Regions from separate parts of the Mus musculus genome. Here all the other regions are linked to region 2. Evidence: chromatin contacts called from public HiChIP or PLAC-seq data. All regions are on one chromosome and are shown on one strand. Each heading gives the region's core, a stretch centred on a gene start, on an enhancer-like site or on the middle of the called end of the contact. The rest is flanking DNA. Distances are from core to core; before and after follow the strand shown.

Region 1 (3,477 bases), core at 202-2,701, 240 kb before region 2:
ATATCTGTAGTAAGGATAGCAAGGTGATAAATTCTTTCTGTGGTAATGACGTGCCGACGTCTCATGAGAAAGAAGACTCTGAGGTAGAGCAAGGAACTCGAAGGGAGCAATTGATAATCCTGAAAGGATTGGCCCAGTGTAAGGATAACTGTGGGAATGAGTCGGAGTTGATTGTGCAAAACACAGCCTGCTCTCCTGAGCCTCTCCTATATGTCAAACAGCGTCAGATGCCCTCCTTCCTTTTCAGTGGACTAAACAACTACAAGTCCTTGCAGCAAATCAGTATTAAGAAGGATGCAAGTTAGTGTTGTACACAGGACAAAAGGTTGGGTAAAAGGCTGTCATTTGCATAGACAGTAGTCAAAAAGCTTTAATGAAAAAGTTAACCTTTCAATTCAGTCCTGGAGCTGGGAGAAAGGCATGTGCTAACTCTGTAGGGCCTATAAGGATTGTTTGCAATACACACTGAGAGAATATTCCATATAGCAGGAGGACAGATGAACAGGCACTACAGCAGGAAATGTGGTGCCTGAAAACAGGAAGAAGGCTGTGAGGCAGAGAGTTGGGAGAGCCAGAGAGGCTGACGAGGTATCCATGTAAAGACTTGGATCTCATTTTACAAGAAACAGGGCAAGATCTGGTTCTCATTGTGAGATGACTCTCATTGTTGTGAGGAGAATGAGCTGGAATAGGGCAAGAATAGAAACAGGCAGGCAGTGAAGAGTTATGAAAGTTGTCCAAGTAAGAATTACAATGACAGCAATGAAAATGAAAAGAGGTGGATAAATTTGGGAACTTATTTTGGAAGCAGAAAATAGGAGTTACTTACTGGTGGACAGGATATGCTGGTGTAGGAAGGGGACACTAAAGAATGATCCCAAGGTTTTATATAGACCAACCAGGAAGGTTTATGATGTCATTTGCTGAGATGCTGAGGACTGAAGAAAAAAATAGAATTGGGTTTTAAAAATTAATTTGAGATATATATTAGGCATTCAGCTAAAAATGTCAAGTAAGCATTTGGACATATGAATTAGGGACTGAGGAGAAAATATAAATTTGCATATCATTTGCATAAACGATGACAGTTGGATGGTAGAGCCAGTTGTAATTACTTAGAGAGTATTGATTGAGAAGAACTTGAGCATTCACTAGTGAGCAGAAAAAGAAGAAATCAGGATAGGAAGTAGTCAGAGGGATCGCGGGAAAGAAGCACCCAGGTCATGGTACTGCCGCAGAAGACTGGAGAAGTTTGTCTGGAAGGAGGAAGTAGATGGTGTAGAGATGGTGCTCACAGGCCAAGCTCCAGGCTAGCAAAGAAGTTCCACAGATGAAGAAATACAGGGAAATCTTAAGGAGAAACTTTTGAGACTCCAGTGATGCAGAATGACTCAGGGTTTTTGGTGGATTAAATAGGAATGGCCCTCATGGCCTCATGTATTTTAATGCTTAGTCATCAAGGAATGAAACTCTTTGATAGGATTAGAAGGGTTAGGAGGCGTGACCTTGTTTGGAGGAAGTGTGTCACTGGGTGTCTTCCTTAGGGTTTTATTGCTGTGAAGGGATACCATGACCAAGGTATCTTATAAGGGTAAACATTTAATTGGGGCTGGCTTACAGTTTCAGAGGTTCAGTCAATTCTCATCATGGTGGAAAGCATGGTACAGTATAGGCAGACATGGTGCTGGAGGAGCCAAGAGTTCTACATCTTGATCCACAAGCAGCAGATGCTATCTTCTGCAGGGGGGAATCTCTTCCACACTTCCTGAAAGCCTGAGCATAGGATCTCAAAGCCCATCCCCACAGTGACACACTTCCTCCAACAAATCTGCTCCTCTTAATAGTACCACTTCCTGTGAGCCAAGCATATTCAAACCACCACACTGGGGGTAGGCTTTAAGTTTGAAGGGCCTGTGCTAGGCCCAGTCTACATGCTAGGCCTCTCTGCTACAGATCAGGATGTAGCTCTCATCTACTGCTCCAATATCATGAGTGCCATCATGCTCCTGCCATTTTCCTACTATGCCCCCACCATTCCCCACCATGATGATAATGATCTAATCTTCAGAAACTGTAAACAAGCCCTCAATTAAATGCTTTCTTTTTCATAGGAGTTTCCTGGGTCATGGTGTCTCTTCACAGCAATAGAATAGTGACTAAGAGAGAGTGACACTACCACTCAGACATGGCACAGAGAGACTCAGCTTCTTCCCAGAGTTGAGTCTCCTCAGGAGAAGCTGGTGTGGCACGAGAAAAGAATGCAGGAGTCTGTTGCACTTCTTTGTCCACACACTCAATATCTTTGCAATTCTAACCACCAAGTAATTGCCCCCAGACCCTCTTCCCATCCTCAGTAAATGAGATCCTCACAGGTTCTGCTTATTTATTTGCTCATTCAGCAAATAAGCATCAAATTGATGTGCTCATCTAGGTCCTGAGCCAGAAAACGACCACCACCCTGCCTCTGACTTACTGAACCTTTTATGTGTACTTGTGAGGATGCTCTTGGTTACATGTGTCACGTGTTTATGACATCATGTCATAAACAGGATTTGGATCCAGAGGTGAAGTACCCACAGTGCATGGTCAACAGCTTATGTAAAAAAAGTCAAGAGAAGATTCTGTGAGAAACAGAGACTGTTTGGTGGGATGGAGTAGTGGGACTCTTAATATTGTCTCCTCCACAGTGCAGTGCTGGGAACAAGGTACATTTTATATTGGAGCCAATGACACAAAGGTGTGTCGTTAAAATCTGTATTGATTATTTTCTGGTTTATGCACAAATTCTAATTCTGCTATTCAGTACTTAGAAGTTAATTAGCTTTTCAGTGCCTTGTTTTCCTTAGCTGTAAAGTGGATATAAAGACATCGTCTACATCATAATGCACTTGGAAAAATAAGATGGTGCCTGGTATGAACAGGCTGCATTCTTAATCATGCATTATGATGGTAAAATATTCAGAAAAATATTAGGATTTATGAGGGAGTAATTACATGCACTTATGACTACATAGCTAGAGGTAATGACTGCCAACATTTGGATAAATACTCTCTTTCCACATCTTGCAAAAAATCACATTGTGAACTCAAGGTGCTCTAGTAGCTGTTGTAAAGGATGGGCCTTTTATTGGAACTAATGAGTGGAGCTCCTTATATCATGCCCTTTCCTTTCCTTTCATGCAATGTGTTATAGAGTTGGATTACTACATGCTAATAATATAGCTATAATATTGCGGGTAATAAAAACCATGTTTGTTGGGTGTTTTGTTATTCATTCTAGGAATTCCATTCTGTAGACACTGTCACACTGAATCCTGGTGGTAGATGTTCTTTCCATCTTTTTCTTAGGAAAAATGAGGATCAGAAAAGTGGTATTATCACTGTATAGTAGCAGACCCCGCCTCTCCCTCCCCCCCCCCTCTTTTTATCTGTCTCGCTCTGTCTTTGTCTCTCTTGTTCTATAGAGATATTTATTCT
Region 2 (3,397 bases), core at 195-2,694:
GCTCGCCTTTCCCTAGGCCCCCTCTAGGCTGAGATGGCTCAGATATGGCTGGCTCGCCTTTCCCTAGGCTGAGATGGCTCAGGTCTGGCTGGCTCACCTTTCCCTAGGCCCCTCTAGGCTGAGATGGGTGAGAATGAGGAGAATTTTTAAAGCAGTTTTTGAGCTAGGGACATAGCTCGGTTGGTAAGAGGCTTGCCAAGCACACACAAAGCCATCTCCTCATACAACAGGGAGTGGTGGTGAATGCCTGTAAGCCCAGCACTCAGGAGGGGGAAGCAAGAGGATTAAATGTTCAAGGTCATTCTTGGCTACATAGTGAGTTAGAGGGCGGCGTAAGCAATACAAGACCCTGCTTCAAAAAACTAAGTCAATGATCATCACAAATTTGTTTAATTTTCCCCCCATTATCTTTTCAGATGAAGGCGTGCACTGGTCATTCTCTGTCTCCAAATAACACACTACACTGATCTCCTGGCCTTCCTAGCGTTTCTCACACAGTGGGCTCTATCCAAATACAAAACTAATGTGTACAGTGCAGCGGGAGAACTGGTCGGGAGTGAGGACATAAATCAGCAGAGAAGTAGACAGAACCAAGCACACACACCTGAGCACTCAGGGAGGCTGCGTAGGCCAAAGGCTGAAGAGAGAGAGAGGGTGGTAAAAAGAAAAGGCGGTCACACTGGGGAGGCCCAGGGAGAGGGGCAACTTGGAAACTTGGAAACTTCAAGATAGGATTCTGTGGAGTCCTGTGAGCTGGGGAATGTGCGTGGTCAGAAGGCAGAAATTGCGCATCCTTTTTCCTCTGACGCATCCAAATATAAGAAGAGAAATGTGTTGTAAAACTTGTGCAACACTTGAGGAAAAGACTTTGGAGATGGGATACCCTTGGCTTTGAGTTGGATCTTCTAATAATAGTCTCTGTCTGTCTCTCTGTTTTTGTCTTTCTTTGTGTGCCTTTGTCTCTGTCTCTCTGTGTCTCTCTGTCTCTCTCTCTGTGTCTCTCTGTCTCTCTCTCCCTCTCTCTCTCTCTCCTCTTTTCCCTCGTTCCCCCTTCATCCTCAGTGAAAAGGCCCACCAGACAAAGAACTCTAGGTCCCCCAGAAAGCCATCAGCAAAGCACTAAGGCTTTCAGACCAACAACCTACAAGGACCCCTATCCTGCCAAAAGTCATGTAGCTGAAAGCAGACGGAACCCAGACTGAGTCTATATAATGCAGAAACTCCTATCAGTCCTGTAATGATGGCTATGAGACTCTGTAGCAGAGGACTGGGCTAGGCTACAGCACAATCTGGGCTTTAGCAACCCGAGCCCACGTTATGCGTCAACACCTAGCTGACACAGGACAGTTCCTTATGATGAGGAAGGTTCTATCTAGACTCAAGACTTTTGTTTTCCTAGATTGTACAGAGCCCAGACACCAGATCCACAGATCACATTAGTCACGATTGAGTCAGCACTAGGAGGAAAGCATTCTTTGGGGGGAGACTAGGGGCTCTGAGGTAGCCTAACTGTTGCTGAGACTCTTGCGGGAACAAAGGCTGCAGGCAGCGAAAAGGGAACACAAAATGTGTGATTCAGAGAGCTGGCCTCCACATTCTGAGGCTGGAAGGAGTCAGACCCAACTACTACCCAGAGGTTGGCCTTGACACTTGGACTTCTTTCTCTGAACTGAGAGAAAAAAAACAGATGTTTTAGATTTGGGTTTGCCTTTAAGAAAGAAGGAAAAGCATTGGTGTTCACTGAGAGACAAACACAAGCCATTTTCAAAGTCTGGGGAAATGGAACTGCTGGTCAGGGTTAGAAGAGGGAGGAAAGGCTCAGAATCAGTAAACCTTTTAAGGAAGCTTTGGTGAGTCAGAAGTATATATGAAACGATAATAAAGGTCCCCAGAGTCAGAGGACCTGAGGATGGCTCAGGAGTGCTGTCTGGAGGCCGGGGGAGGAGTCTACTCTGCCACTGCCTTAGACCCTCCAAAGGAGAAGGAGACTGTGTCGAAGCTGCCAGAAAATCTTCAGGGGACATGTGAGCTTCTGGCTTGGTGAGAAAGAAGAGAGGCTTGGAGAACCAAGAGGAGTCTATCTCACCAGAACAAGGGTTCTACTATGCTTGGTGAGAAACTCCAGAGGGAAGCAAGTGTGTCCTGGGTGGGGTGAGGCAGACTCAACCATAAGGAAGCCAGAGGCACTTTTCAATGGCAGAGGTAGAGGAGGCTGAGGGCTACGGATGAGCCAGAGGTCAGAGGTTCCTGTTGGCTTGGCGAGAGCACAGTGGTAGCGGGTAAGTTCATTGACTTGACCAGTCTTCAAACTCCAGCTGAGCATGATTCATCAGTAGCTTCAACAACAGCAACTCATTTGAGTACTTAGAGCCAAAAGCCCAAGCCTCCTCCAAGACTGTCTCCAGATGACTGCAGATTTCAGGAAAACACTGGCATGCTGTTTTCCTGTGGCAAACAGTGGCAAACAGAACCCATTAAAGTGCTGGCTAGTTTATGTTAACTTGACACAAGCTAAAGTCATTTGGGAAGAGGGAACATAAGTTGAGTAAACTCCCTCACCAGATTGGCCAATCATTGCGTTTTCTTTTTGTATTTGATGTAGGAGGGCTGTGGGGCTTTGAATCAGTGTGATCCCCATAGGCTCACATGCTTGAATGCTTGGCCTATAGGGAATCAGGAGGTGTGGCCTTCTTAGAGGAATGTGTCACCATGGAGGCAGGCTTTGAAAACTCATATATGCCCAAGCTACACTGAGTGTGACATAGTCTCTCCTCCTGGCAGCCTTTGGATCAAGATATAGAACTGTCAGCTCTGTCTCCAGCACCATGTCTGCCTGCATGCTGCCATGCTTCCCACCATGATGATAATGGACTAAACCTCTGAAACTATAAGCCAGCCCCAATTAAATGTTTTTCTTTATAAGAGTTGCCATGGTTATGATGCGTCCTTGCAGCAATGGATACTCAAACTAAGACAAAGGCTTGGGCCACTGTGAGCAGTGTCACCCCTGGGCAGATGGTCCTGAGGTCTATAAGAAGGCAGGCTGAGCCAGCCGGTAAGCAGCACTCCTCCATGGTCTCTGTTTAAGTACCAGCATCTAGGTTCCAGCCTTGTCTGTGTTTCTGCCCCAAGTTCTCTCAGTGTTGTACTGTATGTACTGTGGAACTGTACATGAGCTAAATCCTTCCCTCCCCAAGTTATCTTCTGTCTTGGGGCTTCAGCAAAATAATACACCACTAAATCTAATGACCTGAGTTTAATCCCCAGAACCCACGTGGTGGAAGGAGAGAACCAAATGACCCCACAAACAATCACAGATAGATAGATAGATAGATAGATAGATAGATAGATAGATAATGCATACATACATACATACACACGTATGTACATAGACAGA
Region 3 (3,404 bases), core at 490-2,989, 140 kb before region 2:
CCATACTCTGAACAGCCAGGACTGGGACCATGCCTGGTCTCTCAGTGTGCTGGTCCTCAGCTCTCAGCTAAGAACTTTGATGAGGCTCATTTTCCTTGATTCTTAGAGTCTAAGTTAGAGTTAAGTAGCAGTCCTGGGGAATCTAATCTTAAATCTCCTGGCCCTGGTCCTCAGAGGTCAGCTCTTGTCCTGGAAATGGAGAAGTCGGAAGGGAGCCCATCTGACCAATTGCATACCAGGAAGAATATGGTAGTGAGAGTGATAAACAAGTTCCCCCAAAGTGGGAACTCCAACAAGGAGAACTGGAGATAGAGCAGGTTGTAGGGAACAGTATGGGACAGGTGAAAGAGAAACAGAACCGACCACATAGCACTAAGAATGATCCTACTTGGAGGGAAAAAAAAGACTTGGTCACAAAGAGATCATCACCATGGAGACAAAGAGCAGGCTCTCCATCTTTACATAATTCTGAACAGGTTTCTCTCTTCAGTTCATCTTCTTGATAACGGGGGATGAAAAGTCACCCTTTGAAGATGACTTTTGGACCATCCTACAGCTTCCCGGAGGGATTATTCGTACTCAACCCACAACAGTTTACAAAATTCCTGCTACAGACATCACTGATGGCTGTAGAAATGAAAAATGCCACAGTTCTATGTCTAAAACAAGTAGTTTCCAAGGCTCTGAAAAAGCCTGTCCTCTGCAGCCTCAAGCTGAAGAATTCCATAGCCAAACCATATCTAGAGTCACTTGAAACACACAGAAGTGGTGTGCCAGACCTCCTGATGGCCATATGTGGTGTTTCCACTTCAGGCTCTTGCCCTCAAAGGACAACATACAGTTTATTTACAGTCAGTCATATTTGAAGAATGCCATTTAAAAATAACCCTCGGTATTCCTTCTCTCTCTAGTTGGCTCCTTTCTGGTTTCATAATAGTCCCTGCTATAATCACAATCTTTCTTTGATCCATTACATAAAAAATATCACTATTTTGGGTAAAAAGATCATGGACACAATAAAAATGAGGCTTATGACTGCCCTAGGAAGAGATTTGCTGGGGAAAAAAATATTGCAAAGAATTCAAACCACCCAAAGTTTATCAGGCCAGATGGGGTGCGTTCTCTGTGTAAATAGTTTCTCTGAGCATTAGAATCAAAGCAAACCCTGCCTGTGTGTGCCAGGAGTCAGATACTGACGTCACTCTGAGAGTCTCCATAGTTTACATTCAGGTAAATGATTCCATGGACTATAAGCCTCAGGTAGTGAATATACATTTCTGTGAAAATACGTTATTTTAGAGATTGGAGTTTTTTTTTTCTTTTTTCTTTCTTTTTTTTTTTCTGCTGTTGTTTGAATTTTTACAAAGTGAGTCTATGCAGAGCAAGAGCCAGAAGACAAAAATGTGGGTAAAAGTCCCTCCCAGTCAGTGTTGATCATTTAGCCCAGAAGCCATGAAGTCAGCATATGAAAACCTCCAGCTAGGAGGGCTAGGCACTTGCCGCGAATCTTCTTCTTCTGGGCTTCCCTTCACGTGGGTCATTTTCCTAACTTGGCTCCTTGTGTTCCAGGAAGCCTTTCCCTCTATCTTCTGCTAGCCAAGACCGAGCCAAACAATGGCAGGCATGGCATTCATGGCAGAAAAGAGTCAAATAAGAACAGAAGGTGGTGTGCAAGAGGGCCCAACAGACATCAAAGGGCTGGGATGACTCCTGAAAACAGAAAGCAAAACTCCATTCAGGAGAGATTTAGTCTACATCCACTTTAATCGTGGCTTTATTGGGTTGTGGTTTATATTGGGTGAGTCACAAAAGTGTTTTTTTTTTTTCTTTTTCTTTTTCTTTTTCTTTTTCTTTTTCTTTTTCTTTTTCTTTTTCTTTTTCTTTTTCTTTTTTTTTTTTTAAGTGGAAGAAGCTTTTCAGTTATTTTATCCATTGTGTGAAGCTTAGTCCTACTTAACAGTAACCGAGACGTGATTAAAATGGAATAACTGGCCCCTGATGAAATGAGAGAGTTAAAAACAACAACAAAAATACGACCTGCCATGTATAAGAACCATGAGATGAAGCTGAGCACTGCTTTCTTTTCTCAAAGACACTGTGGACAGTTCACTCTGCACCAGGACAAGTGCTGCCAGGTTCTGGGGATACACTGAATTCCACCGTCTTCAACACACCCAAGAAGCCACATGCTGGCTTCTACTCCACCTCATTTACTGGAAAATCACCTTCTCCTCCTCCAGCACACTGCGCATGCTGCCTTTTTGGATGGATGTGTATTTTAGTGATGGAGAGACCAGTGAGGCAGAGAGATCACAGCCATAGAGTGGAGAAGCAGAAGTCCAGAAGACCAGCCAGCCTCTACCACTTCGTTGTCTAAGGTTTGTTTCTTCATGTGTCTTATGGGAGCATCCTCTGAGGGATGGTTTAAGTGTCAGTTCTGTAAAGCATTTGTCCTAGTGCTATTTTTCAACATTAACTCTCACTTATATGGACAGAGAAGAGACTCTACAGTTTCATTCTGTTGCAGTTAAGAAAAAGAAATCTCCAAAATTTTGCCCCAGGGAGGAGAGGCAAAGGGGATAAAAGAATCTGAAGTCCTAGTAAAGGGACCGTTTCTGGTCCACTGTTGAATGGTGAATATCAAGTGAGTTTCTGCTCATTTTGAACTAAAGATCCTCCCTAACCTCCCCACCATTCATTCAGTTGCTGCCGCAAGAGTACTCTCTGGGCAATGCACAGGGCGACTCACACTCTTGTCCATATAACACGTCTTTGAAAATAGCTATGTGTCTCCCATCGAAGTCTTTATTTCCCAGACTAAACATCACTAGGTCCACCAGTTTCCTGTACAATGACTTCCAACTCCATTGCTCTCCTAGGGTTCCAACCCTCTCTGGACACACTCTAATTTATCCCCTTACAATGTGGTAAATGTGGTGCCCAGGAGGAAACACAATACTCTAGCTGCAGACTGACCAACCCTAAGTATAACTGGACTACTAACTCTTTTGAAGCACATAGCATACATATTTCTGTCAATACAGACTGATATTACACAGGCTTTCTCCATTGCCACATCACACTAGATTTCTACTTTGAGTTCACGGTACATTATCATGCCCTTGATTTTGTTTTTGGCTCTTATGATTATAACAGGACTCTTCCATCTTGCATTTTTTCCATGCTTTCTTGGCCTACAAAGTCATCTGGCTTACTAAATGGTAAGATATAAGGTCTATGCGGCCAGGAATTCTATCTGACTCAGTGTAATATTCCAGGGCCTAGCACAGTGCCTCATCTGCTGACCCAACATGTCAGCTGTATTCTCAGCTGGGTGCCTCCCCCACTGTGATGCAAGCTTTAAGAATGAAGACACCATTCCTCTGTTGAGGGGCATCTGGGTT

What was found. HiChIP or PLAC-seq counts read pairs in DNA pulled down with a chosen protein or histone mark.
Region 1: a CTCF HiChIP or PLAC-seq map of the NIH/3T3 cell line shows a contact between it and region 2, with 8 read pairs. The contact joins two enhancer-like sites. A contact is called at or near these places in 1 of 15 datasets of contacts at CTCF or cohesin (the NIH/3T3 cell line) and 1 of 9 other capture datasets (embryonic stem cells).
Region 3: a contact with region 2 is called in a FOXA1 HiChIP or PLAC-seq map of pancreatic cancer cells. The contact joins two enhancer-like sites. A contact is called at or near these places in 1 of 15 datasets of contacts at CTCF or cohesin (the NIH/3T3 cell line), 3 of 484 Hi-C or Micro-C datasets (embryonic fibroblasts, nephron progenitors and uterus), 3 of 115 datasets of contacts at active chromatin or transcription factors (fibro-adipogenic progenitors, heart atrium and pancreatic cancer cells) and 1 of 9 other capture datasets (embryonic stem cells).

The regions. Positions count from the first base shown.
Region 1 is chr3:102,421,965-102,425,441 of GRCm38.p6, forward strand. No RefSeq gene overlaps it. Among named protein-coding and RNA genes, the nearest start is that of Gm33679, 40 kb to the left of the region's middle. Within about 2 kb of position 1,452, at least 5 of the 459 cell types and tissues checked have an H3K27ac peak or open chromatin away from gene starts, as enhancers often do. A contact at or near this core is called in the NIH/3T3 cell line, where this site is marked.
Region 2 is chr3:102,666,452-102,669,848 of GRCm38.p6, forward strand. No RefSeq gene overlaps it. Among named protein-coding and RNA genes, the nearest start is that of Gm40112, 26 kb to the right of the region's middle. Within about 2 kb of position 1,445, at least 55 of the 459 cell types and tissues checked have an H3K27ac peak or open chromatin away from gene starts, as enhancers often do. A contact at or near this core is called in the NIH/3T3 cell line, embryonic fibroblasts and pancreatic cancer cells, where this site is marked.
Region 3 is chr3:102,527,647-102,531,050 of GRCm38.p6, forward strand. No RefSeq gene overlaps it. Among named protein-coding and RNA genes, the nearest start is that of Gm46818, 23 kb to the left of the region's middle. Within about 2 kb of position 1,740, at least 21 of the 459 cell types and tissues checked have an H3K27ac peak or open chromatin away from gene starts, as enhancers often do. A contact at or near this core is called in the NIH/3T3 cell line, embryonic fibroblasts and pancreatic cancer cells, where this site is marked.